Linked DNA regions of Mus musculus: region 1 is linked to region 2. A link is a contact called in public Micro-C data. All regions are on one chromosome and are shown on one strand. The core of a region is the stretch at or near the end of the contact, and the rest is flanking DNA. Distances in the headings are between cores, read along the strand shown.

Region 1 (5,303 bases), core at 776-3,275, 1.1 Mb before region 2:
GGGTGTTTTATGATCGTATACAGGGGTGTAAGCAGCGATTGAACGGACGCTCATGTCAGACATGGATTTGATTTCCATCGGCTTCTAATGTGATTTTCAGGCTTGGTCTTATTCCTTAGAAGCTAGGAAAGCCGTCATGTTTACAACTCACCAGCCATGTTTGACTTTATCGTCTCCTCCTCAGAAGACATTGTAAAATCTATTTGCAGAAAATGCCTGTGTGTGTGTGTGTGTGTATTTAAATATATGTGTATATATTTAGAACTGTATATGTATGTATGTTCTCACACACACACACACACAATTTGTTTTAAAACTCCTTCACTTAGTCATTGGAAAATCCAAAACAAAGATGAAGTCATTCAAGCTGAGTCCTTGGTAAAAGTACACGTATTTTATCCTTGACTTTTTAGAAAATTAAGCCGAAGGACTTATTTTAGACAAAAGCATGATTTTCTCATCCTGTCCTGGGAACATTTAGAAATCCCATCTGAGTGAGCCGTACCATTTAAGTTGTAAAACTCTGTTTCGAACTGCTCTACATTTTCGTCATAATAAATTTGATATTATGGGACATTGTGAGTAAATGAAAGGCATTCTCAAACGTAAACCAAATGTTTTCTCTGTATACAGTAATGAGATTAATTACACTGTTTGGTAGAAAAATAAAGCCCACCCGGACTCGGTGTTCCAGGAGTTCTGATGGGTGTTTATCAGCGTTAACAACCGTGTTTAATAATTTTCAGCTGGCTATTCAGATATCCAAAGACGGGCTCCCAGGCCGAGTGCCGCTGTGGGTTATCCTCCTGAGCGCCTTTGCGGGACTCCTGCTGTTAATGCTGCTTATATTAGCTCTGTGGAAGGTAAGCGCCATGGATACTGCCCATGCTTACTCCAACCACCAAGAGACAATGAGCAAAATAAGTTAGGAGTTATTGATGCTCTCGTACATAATAAAGTGCAAGCTTTCATGTGAGAAGAGAGATTTTTTTAAATGACTTTCATACATTGAGTCTCATTTTTACAGAGTCTCATTTTCACAAAGGAAAAACCATGTGCCTCGATTGGGGATACATATATCCAAAATCCCTGGGCATCCTTTTTACAGGGGAAGATTACTAAGGACCATTTAACTTAACATTTACCTAAAATTGTAATAAGTCTATCTCTTACTTTTTAAAGAAAGGAAAACAAAAACCTAGTTTTATGGCAAAAGTAGTCTGAAGTCCTATATCAATGAAGGACATACGAGGAATAGACTCATAATTGAGATGAACCTTGTTTTAGCCACTCTGTGTGTCTTAAAGATAAAATGCTTCTTTGGTGTATAAACAGAAAAGACAACATATTTTCTTTTGTGTGGCTGTATAAGGAACATGCAATACAATAGTAAAATAGTATAATGAAGAGCATAAGGTTCAGAGACCCCCTATACCAAAATCCTTTGGGAACACCAAGGTGGTAATTTGTTTTCTTTCAAGTTAATTTAGATATTTACTGAGATGGTCTAGGGTGAGAAATGTAAGAACATATTATTTTCAAACAAGCCATGATGATAGCTTTTATGATGAATTTATCAGAAAACAAAATAACAGAGAAAAGTTGAATTCAATATTTTTTCAATTAAATATGGAATTATAATTCTTTCTTGCATTAACATTTTACCTACTGCCTCTTTAAATAAAGCATGCAAAAATTAAAAACTGTAACTACATACTCATTTTTCTATTGTATGAACAGTAGAATTATTTTTATCTAGCGAAATTTTTTTTCTTGCTGAGCTACAACTATTATCACCCTTCCTGAGTTTTCTGTGATGACAAACTTCCTCTTTGGGAGATTTCCTCCAGGGAGAATATGCCCAAGCAGCTTTGGATTCCATAAACAGACTCTATGATCCTTCCCTATCAAAGCTCCAAGACACAGTTCACACTCAGCAGCATCCTCTGAAGTTCCTAGGGGCCAATGTTCTCTGCAGTACCTGGCTTGGCCACACTGTGGTACCCAAGGCCTGGTTTCTACATTGTGCTTGGCACAGACTGGTTTCCTGGCTTAGAAGCACCTCTGATTCACCCTGTGCCTGAGGATGCCTCCTAGTTAGTGTGATGATGTCCTTCTAATTAGTGTGAGCGCTGACTGAGCTCATATGGCATGACGTTAGGGCTCAAGGACAGTCAGGCTGATATTAGGATGAGTTCCACTGACTTCATACCTCTATTTAAACCAAACAAACAAAAGGGAATTTTCACCCACCTGTTTCTAATTCCTTAGTTTGAAAAAGCCCAGATAGAAAAATAAAAACATTTCCAGAAAGTGTTGTGTTGATACCTACTTACAGCTTCTACGATTGTCTTTGCCACCCACAAACGGTCAGCTAACAAACTCTGGGCTGTCTTGCCATGTATGTTTAGTTAGTTCAAACGCCTTCCGGAAAGGCTGCACAATCGCAACTCTGACTCTATGACAGACAGAAGGAGCTAGCTCTTAGTAAGTGCTTACCATGTCCCAGGAACTCTGTTAAGCACCCTGCTTCCAAGCATCCTTGCTATTATGACCCTTAGTGTAGAAGTTGGGTCTGCTTCTTCCTCCCAGAAATAAGACCCACTCTCAAAATATATTTATAATATCTGACTAGATCATAACTTAACCCATTTATTTTAACTTAGACTTTGCCCCATGGCTGATTTCCTGTGCTCAGATACCATGCATCCAGCTCTTCACATCTTCCCAGGGCAAATCTGCCTAACATTAAATCCCAGAATTCTTTCTGCCTCCCGGATGTCCCACCTTCTAGTCTACCCTTTCCAATAGGCCATAGGGTTTTCTTTTAATTGACAGGTGCCACATCCATACAGACACAAGATATTCGCTGAACACCTCAGTCTCTAAACGAGGAATGAAGTTACAGACAAGGTTTGCATGTTTTTCAGGGCCGCAAAGACAGTAATATTCTGAATAAGAGTTTGAGTAGATATTAACTGATTCCATTCTGTGGTCCTTACAACTTTTATAGCAATACATTGTAACTGCATTTTACACCTGTAAATGTTAAAACAAAGGTAAGGAGACTTAGTGAACCATGCCCACCCCACCCCACCCCAACCCCAAGATTATCAAGGAGCGAACAACTAGATACAACTAGCATTGTTTCTAAAACCTCTGCATTTTTTAAAAATAAATTCTTTGGCTGAACAGTACAGGGTATAGGATCATGATTCCTTTGAAACATGTAAAATACTTGACTTAGAAAAAAAATTCAGAGAACATATAAAACAAAATACTACAGTTGGAAGAAAAACCATGAGAAGCAAGGACATGCCTTTTATTATTTGATTCACACGATGTCCAAGTCCCATTGCTGATGAGTCTTCATCTTACAGCTTTGTCGCCCACCCAGCATAACTTATTGATGGGAATATGGTAGTTCCCCATAGTTGGTTTCTCTCTGGAAAACTCCAGGATCCATCAACTGCTCATCAAAATATAATGCAGTATATATAATAAGATACTCTGGGAAATTTTTAAAAATTCACTTGCCTAACTTTTATCATAACACAGTGTTATGAGAATCTTATTTTATTAGTCATTATTGTTAATTTCTTACTAATTTATATCACTTTCATCATCAAAATGTACAAATAGGATAAAACAAAACTTCGTGTCTGTCACTCATTACTGCCATGTTTCAGGCACCCAGACCTGTGGATAAGGAGGACTGGTGTAGCATTACGTTTTAATCTTTTATTAATCGGTATTCATTTGTTTATTCAACACTTATTCCACATTATGCATTGACCACCTACTTCTTGCCACAGGGTATTGAACTAGGTTAATTCTATAAAGGAGAATTTATAATTCAGAAATCAAAACAGGAAAGCAACACCCTATAGAAGGTCTAGGGGGGTCACAAACTTACTTTTCGTTTTTCAATTCTTGGCTAAGATCGTCTTTGTTTAAGTTTGCTTCCCTTAGTAAAATTAATGTTTGGAGAATTTGAGTGGAAAAGTTACGATCAAGGTAGTTTCATCTGGAAGATAGACTTTTAGAAACATTTTTTAAAAAGAAGACAGCTGGCTGGGAAGGGGCGGGTTTTGAGAGGAAGGCGAGCCAATTGACAAACGGCTGGGGAGAACCGGAAGAAGGTGGATCTTAAATACTTGGCTCCCCTCTGGAGAAGCCTCTGATTTACTCTCACCTCAGGGCAGGTGCGGAGCTTCTGTGGTTGCCACCCAGGAAATGACTGGTGTTCAGGAAAACACAAAGTCACAGCAGCTTTCACCATCACTTGTTCATACCACCCCTTACCTCGTCTTCTAGCAACTACGTCCTGGCGGACCACAGCCCTGGCTAACGTCCTAACATGGAAATGCATATTTTTCATCATTTGCTCCTTTAAGCCCTCTAGTGCTCAGTCATTAAGTGTGTAGTCCCCGACTATGAAGATCACTCGGTTAGTAAGGTGCTCAGCTACAAGTCAAGTAACACCCCACGAGCCCGCCCGCCCAAGACACACAAAACCCAGTTCGGCTTGTGAACTGGTGAAAGATAGCTTAGCATCTGCATTCTACATGCCTGGTTCAGTTTCCAGTACCCATACTTCTGGCCTCTGAGTGCACTAGCTCTCACGTGTGTGGTCCCACACACAGACACACACAGAGACATACCTTTATACACGAAGAAATTGAATCTTTTTTAAAGGTTATGCATATTGGCATGTGGCTGTTATGTGTTTATAGTCCCAGCACTGAAAGTGGAGACAGAAGGTCCCCACCCACACCTACACCCACTCTGTCTCCCCACTCCCACCCCCAGGCTCTCTGGCTTTTTCTGGCTAGTCTAATAGGCCAATGGAAAAAAATGCCATCTGCAAAAGCAAAAGGAACTATGCCCAAGTGTGACTTCTGGCCTCTGCCTGCAAGCAGATTTCACCACCCCTCCTCAAACATCCACAGGAGCATGCGAATTCACATCAGTACAGACCTGTAGATCCATGTGATAAGGATATAATTCATTTGCAAATAATTAACTCACTCAAATTTTTTAAAAAGTTAGGGCGCACAATTTTTAAAAGCTGCTCCCCTGGGACTTGGTTTTTAATTTAAACATTGGGTTTTAAAGAAGATTAAATTATTTAAATGGGATTTAACTTATTCAATAAATTAAAAAGTAAGATTAGATAACTTCCAAATGCTTATCTCGTGTCAATTGTCTTTGTTTTCTCTATAATTGAAATAAATATAAGACTGAGAAGTTTTTTGCTGATGGTTCAATAACAGAGAACAATAAAATGTGACTTACGTTAA
Region 2 (4,795 bases), core at 1,135-3,634:
GATTCGGTGGTGCTCGAGGGAGAGGTCAGATAAAAATACTGATCTAAAATAACTGGGAAATCATAACCATTCTTGTTAACCATTTTATATATTTATACTGACTGCCTTTACAAATATAATTAAACATCTATGCACTGCACCCCTATTACACGGGCTAAATTGCAACTGATAATCATGTTGTCTACCAATAATGGCTTCCTTTCAGGCTGTGGTTGTAATTCTGTAAGTTTAAAAGGGGGGAAAAAATCACCCAAACATTGCTTAATGTAGCTAATCAGGCATTTTCAAAATTAGACTGTAATGAAATGTTAGACAGTGCGTCCAAGGATCTGAAAAAGTGCTGCCGTGGAACAGTACTGCCATCTACTGACTGATGTGACACACTGCCAGGTCAGCGGCGCCAAGATGCCAGAAAGAAATCAGAAAAACCCAGGTCTCACTTTTAGAGAGAAAGATTTTTTTTTTTTCATTTTTTCTAAGCACCATTCTAAAGTGTGGCTTTGTTTTCTGGCTTTGACATGTGAGATCTTCTGTGAAAAACCCATCAAGGTTACTATCTCCTGTATTTATGAAATGATCGTGCCTAGACAGTTCCTTTCAATCCCCAAAGTGTGTTTCTCAGGCAGATCTTGCTTCAAAGAGAACAAACAGGCATAAGTCCGCAACAAGCACCCGTGGATACACTCACCCGTATGGACATTCATGAAAGCGATCTGGTGGGGGAAGTCATAAGACAAAATGGTATTCTAGGTTTTGACTGAGCTGATTAAAAAATCTATAGATAAGGTGGTTGTCACAATGGTTGCCACCAGGACTCTTGTAGCCTCCAGGAGATGGTTCTCCTATAGGAGTTCAACTGATTATTTCTAAGTCGCTTACAAGCAGATGTCAGGAGAAGGAAATACAACCGGACCCTTTGGTTTAAATGGAGCTTCTGTGATGTCCCAAGTGAAGAGTACAGATCTGCACGCAGATCATCCATTGGAGAACGTGGTACTGAGTTCCACTGTGGCTTACAGTATACAAGTTGCAATTGTGGGCTATACCTGCTAACGCTTTGGACAAAAACTGCTACAGAGGGGTCCTGTTGGTTTTTGCATTTAAAAAAAGAAAGAAAGAAAGAAAGAAAGAAAGAAAGAAAGAAAGAAAGAAAGAAAGAAAGGAAGAAAGGAAGAAAGAAAGGAAAAAAAAAGAAAGAAAAAACAGTAATCTGAAGAAAAAAAAAAAAAAAACCCAGAGATTACAGACAGAAAACATTTAGGTGACAGAATTTTTAAAAGGGGTTTAGTCTCCACTAACATAGTCCTTTTAGGCCGCATAATTGAAGAACTCTAAAGAACCACAAAATAAACTGAAAATCCCAGACATAAAGAGATCCACTTATTAATTAAAAGCAGCTCCCTTTTGCTATTAAAACAAGGTTGCCCATGCATACTTTATTGCTGTCACAGTCTTGCATGAGGCAGTATTCAAAACACATAAAAGTGAAGTTGAATAGTTCTCTATGTGCGGAGTAGAGTTAAGTCATGTCTGCTTGCACAAAACTGTTTTTGCAAAGCCGCCACAGAGAGAGGACGGGCGTGAAAGAGAGTAAAACTGCACCAAGTCTCAAGTTCACCAACCAGAGGATCGGGGGTGGGAAGGGTAGGGTGGGGCGCCTTGTGGACAACGTGAGGTGAACCAGAAAAATGCCTGAAACTCTCCCTGTTGTAAAAACTGGAACCAGAAATCAAGACAATCACCACAAAAGAGGCAGGGAACTAATTAAATAAATTATATATTAATTAAATACAAGTTCTTTGGGGACCTTTTTTTTTTTTTTTTTAAAGTCTGGGTTTTGAATCCACGAAATGTATATCATAGTGGTTTCTCTGTGAGAAAAGAAAAGAAAGAAAAAAAAGAGAGAAAGAAGCAATAGTCACTGATAACATTCCATAATGTAGTTTTATTGTAAGCACATAAGGAACTTTGTGGTCCAAAGGCTCATTGTTCATACTAAACGTCCTTTAAAGCGATTGGGTAACCAGTCTGAAAAAATCAGGAACTAAACCAAAAAGGGAAAAAAAAAAAATCTGTCCTTCTGTAGCCACAGTGAGAATAAGTCACTGACATCTTAGATTAAAGGCAGCAGTGTTAACTGAAGCCAAGACTTACCAGACTCTCTGGTCTTAAGCACAGAAAATAAAGACATTTCTGGGATAGATTTTAAAACCAATCTCCTCATTTTATGATGCACCTATAACCGCATGAGAACTTCAACTGTATGGGCAGTGGCTGACCACCGCGGTGCCCTGATTTATACATGTTTACAGATTATACGGCACTGAAAAGTTACCGGTTACCCTATGTCCACACAGGGCACTGGCAGACAGGGAAAACGTGTTTGCCATCAAGGTCAAAGAAGCTTAGAAGCTGACCCAGCTGATAAACACAGTTTACTCCCACCCTCCCACAAACTCCATTTTCTTTTCCTTTGCAGAAGACTCTAAAGGAGCCAGACAGTTTCTAGAGCCCTGTGTGGAATCTGCTACTGAACTTTAGTCAGCCGGGTTCTCCCTGTAGATGGCTTCCTGGCGCGAGTTTGACGCGTCTCCTTACCTGGAAACCCCCGTAGGGGATCCCAGGACGCAAGCATTTTCCGCTGGAATAGCAGCACCTTCCCATCATGCCACTCTCTCAGCGCCCTGGGCACTCCAAGAGACCGCGGAGCACAGTCAGGACACTATGTCCTGGTTCTGTTTACTTACAGACCTATTTTCTAATTCAATTAAATAGCAAGCCCCATATAATCTCTCTGTCTCTCTCTCTCTCTCTCTCTGAAACCATCAAGAACCCCCAGATGACACAACACATATCATTTATTACTCTTGGTGGAGCCTCTGGGAACTGGTGGCAAGCAGTAAACTGGAAGGCCAGGTTTATAAATTCAAAGTGGGGTTGGTCGATGTGTCTTTTCTTCCTCTTTAATCCTAAACAAAAATCTAGAATTTAAGGCGCGGGTCGGGGAGGTGCCACTGGCCCTTCTCCCATCTGAGACTTTGTTTCTACTGAAAACCTACGTTCTTTCCCCAGATGGCTTCACCATAATGGAGAAAAGAATCCCCACTTTTTTACCTTTAGTCTGTATCACAGGTCGGGTGGGTGTATGTGGGGTTTTTGTGTTCACTTTTGATATTCTCCATTTAGGCTCATAGTACAAGGGTTGTGGTACGTTTCATGGAAGGCGGGAGACAGGGTCACAGAAATGATTTCCTGGGCTTTTCCCGGGATTGTGTCCAAGGCCCAGAGAGAAGGGGAAACACACCTTGATACACAGGAGCCAAGGAGACTGACTTCACTGTAAATGAACCACGCTGAAAGAGAGTGCTCTTCCGGGACCTGTCTTTTATTTTACAACAGGGAAAGCACTTGAGGTGATGGTGTGCGGGCACACGCACACACACACACACACACACACACACACACACACACACACACACACACACGGGGAGAGAGAGAGAGAGAGAGAGAGAGAGAGAGAGAGAGAGAGAGATCAGTTAATGAGACTCTAACTGGTACAAGAACAAATCTATCTATCTAAAGCCCTACTCTTCCTAAGTGTGGATTTCACACAAAGACCTAGATGTAAGGGAACCGATTTTACACGAATGCCAAATTTCCATCAAGCTGAGAACAGGACAGCCCCCAAACATGCAACAAATCATGGGCTCCCAGAAACATATTTGGCCAGAAACGTAAGGAGCAGAGTCAGAAGAGAGAAAGAGCAAGAAAAGAGGGAAAGGGGAGAAGGAAAACAGAAGGGAGTCTAGAGGTAAGAACAAAAGTGAGCCAGCGTGAAATGAAGGATGAATCCTAGAAGGGTAAGAAAGGGCTTCCCGAACCCCAGGCCCTCTCCCACTCCTGGGGGATGGATGGATGCCCCTCAGCTACAAGAGCCGTCCAGTGAACAAAAAAAGCCAAGGAGGGGGCAAACTTTAAACCAGTCCCTTGGGATATTCCAGTTAGAGGAATCATCTTTAGCTAAAGATTTCAAGATCAAGTGAGGCAACAATGTAACCTTATGTTTCCGAATGTGTCCTGCAACCTCCAGGTTTGCTTGGCTGATTCCCAGAACACGGAAAACAAAACCCAAAACAGAAGGTAAAAATAGCAAAAGGGATCTGGGCCACCATACGAATCTCTCCTTTGCAGGACAGTCCAGTCCCGGTGAACTCTGGCAGGGCGGGGCCCGCAACAAACCAGAACCGCTGCTTTGTTCATCAAGCGTGGGAAGTCGGTCCCTTTTAAGGGGTTGGAGCATCTGTGCAGCTGAAGGGAGGGGACAGCTAAGAGAGGAGTGGGGACACATATTCCTTCACTCTCAGCCACCGACCCCCTCAGTGTAAGAAAGAAGAAACGCAGGTGCACGTGCAGGGAAGGGTGAGGAAGTCTCTCCCAAGGCCTTGTTCCTTAGCTTGAGACTGGATGGAATTCAGGAGAGCTCAGACAGGTCACTCGAGAGTAAACTGGCCTTCCCACATCTTATCACCAGGCAGCTTTTATGACTCCACGTGGTAACAAGTCAACAGCACATCATCCTCTCACCATTGAAAGAAAGCAACAAAACAAGCAACCCTGTTCCCAGCATCGGGGATGAATTCCCTCCTGGGGAACAGATGTCAGACCCAAGCTTCTCCTCAGAGTCACACCACTATTGCACAGTGAGCACGTCTTGCCTGGGAAGTCAGTTTTGCAGCGTGCCTGGCCCAGCACTGGGTAAGACCAGATGCCCGTATGGAGCCTTCTAGAACTATGA

Evidence for each region. A called contact is a pair of places that touch in the nucleus more often than the background predicts.
Region 1: a Micro-C map of granulosa cells shows a contact between it and region 2, with 2.8 times the contacts expected there. The contact joins two enhancer-like sites. A contact is called at or near these places in 3 of 15 datasets of contacts at CTCF or cohesin (embryonic stem cells, large pre-B cells and pro-B cells), 79 of 484 Hi-C or Micro-C datasets (3T3-L1-derived adipocytes, the AtT-20 cell line, B cells and 54 more), 4 of 115 datasets of contacts at active chromatin or transcription factors (astrocytes, bone marrow-derived dendritic cells, fibro-adipogenic progenitors and 1 more) and 1 of 9 other capture datasets (embryonic stem cells).

What each region holds. Positions count from the first base shown.
Region 1 is chr13:114,961,158-114,966,460 of GRCm38.p6, reverse strand. It overlaps Itga1 (integrin alpha 1), which reads left to right. Exons shown (of 29, transcript NM_001033228.3): 28 at 747-863. Among named protein-coding and RNA genes, the nearest start is that of Itga2, 32 kb to the right of the region's middle. Within about 2 kb of position 2,025, at least 146 of the 459 cell types and tissues checked have an H3K27ac peak or open chromatin away from gene starts, as enhancers often do. A contact at or near this core is called in granulosa cells, where this site is marked.
Region 2 is chr13:113,873,175-113,877,969 of GRCm38.p6, reverse strand. All of the region lies in intron 1 of Arl15 (ADP-ribosylation factor-like 15), which reads right to left. Among named protein-coding and RNA genes, the nearest start is that of Arl15, 81 kb to the right of the region's middle. Within about 2 kb of position 2,384, at least 6 of the 459 cell types and tissues checked have an H3K27ac peak or open chromatin away from gene starts, as enhancers often do. A contact at or near this core is called in granulosa cells, where this site is marked.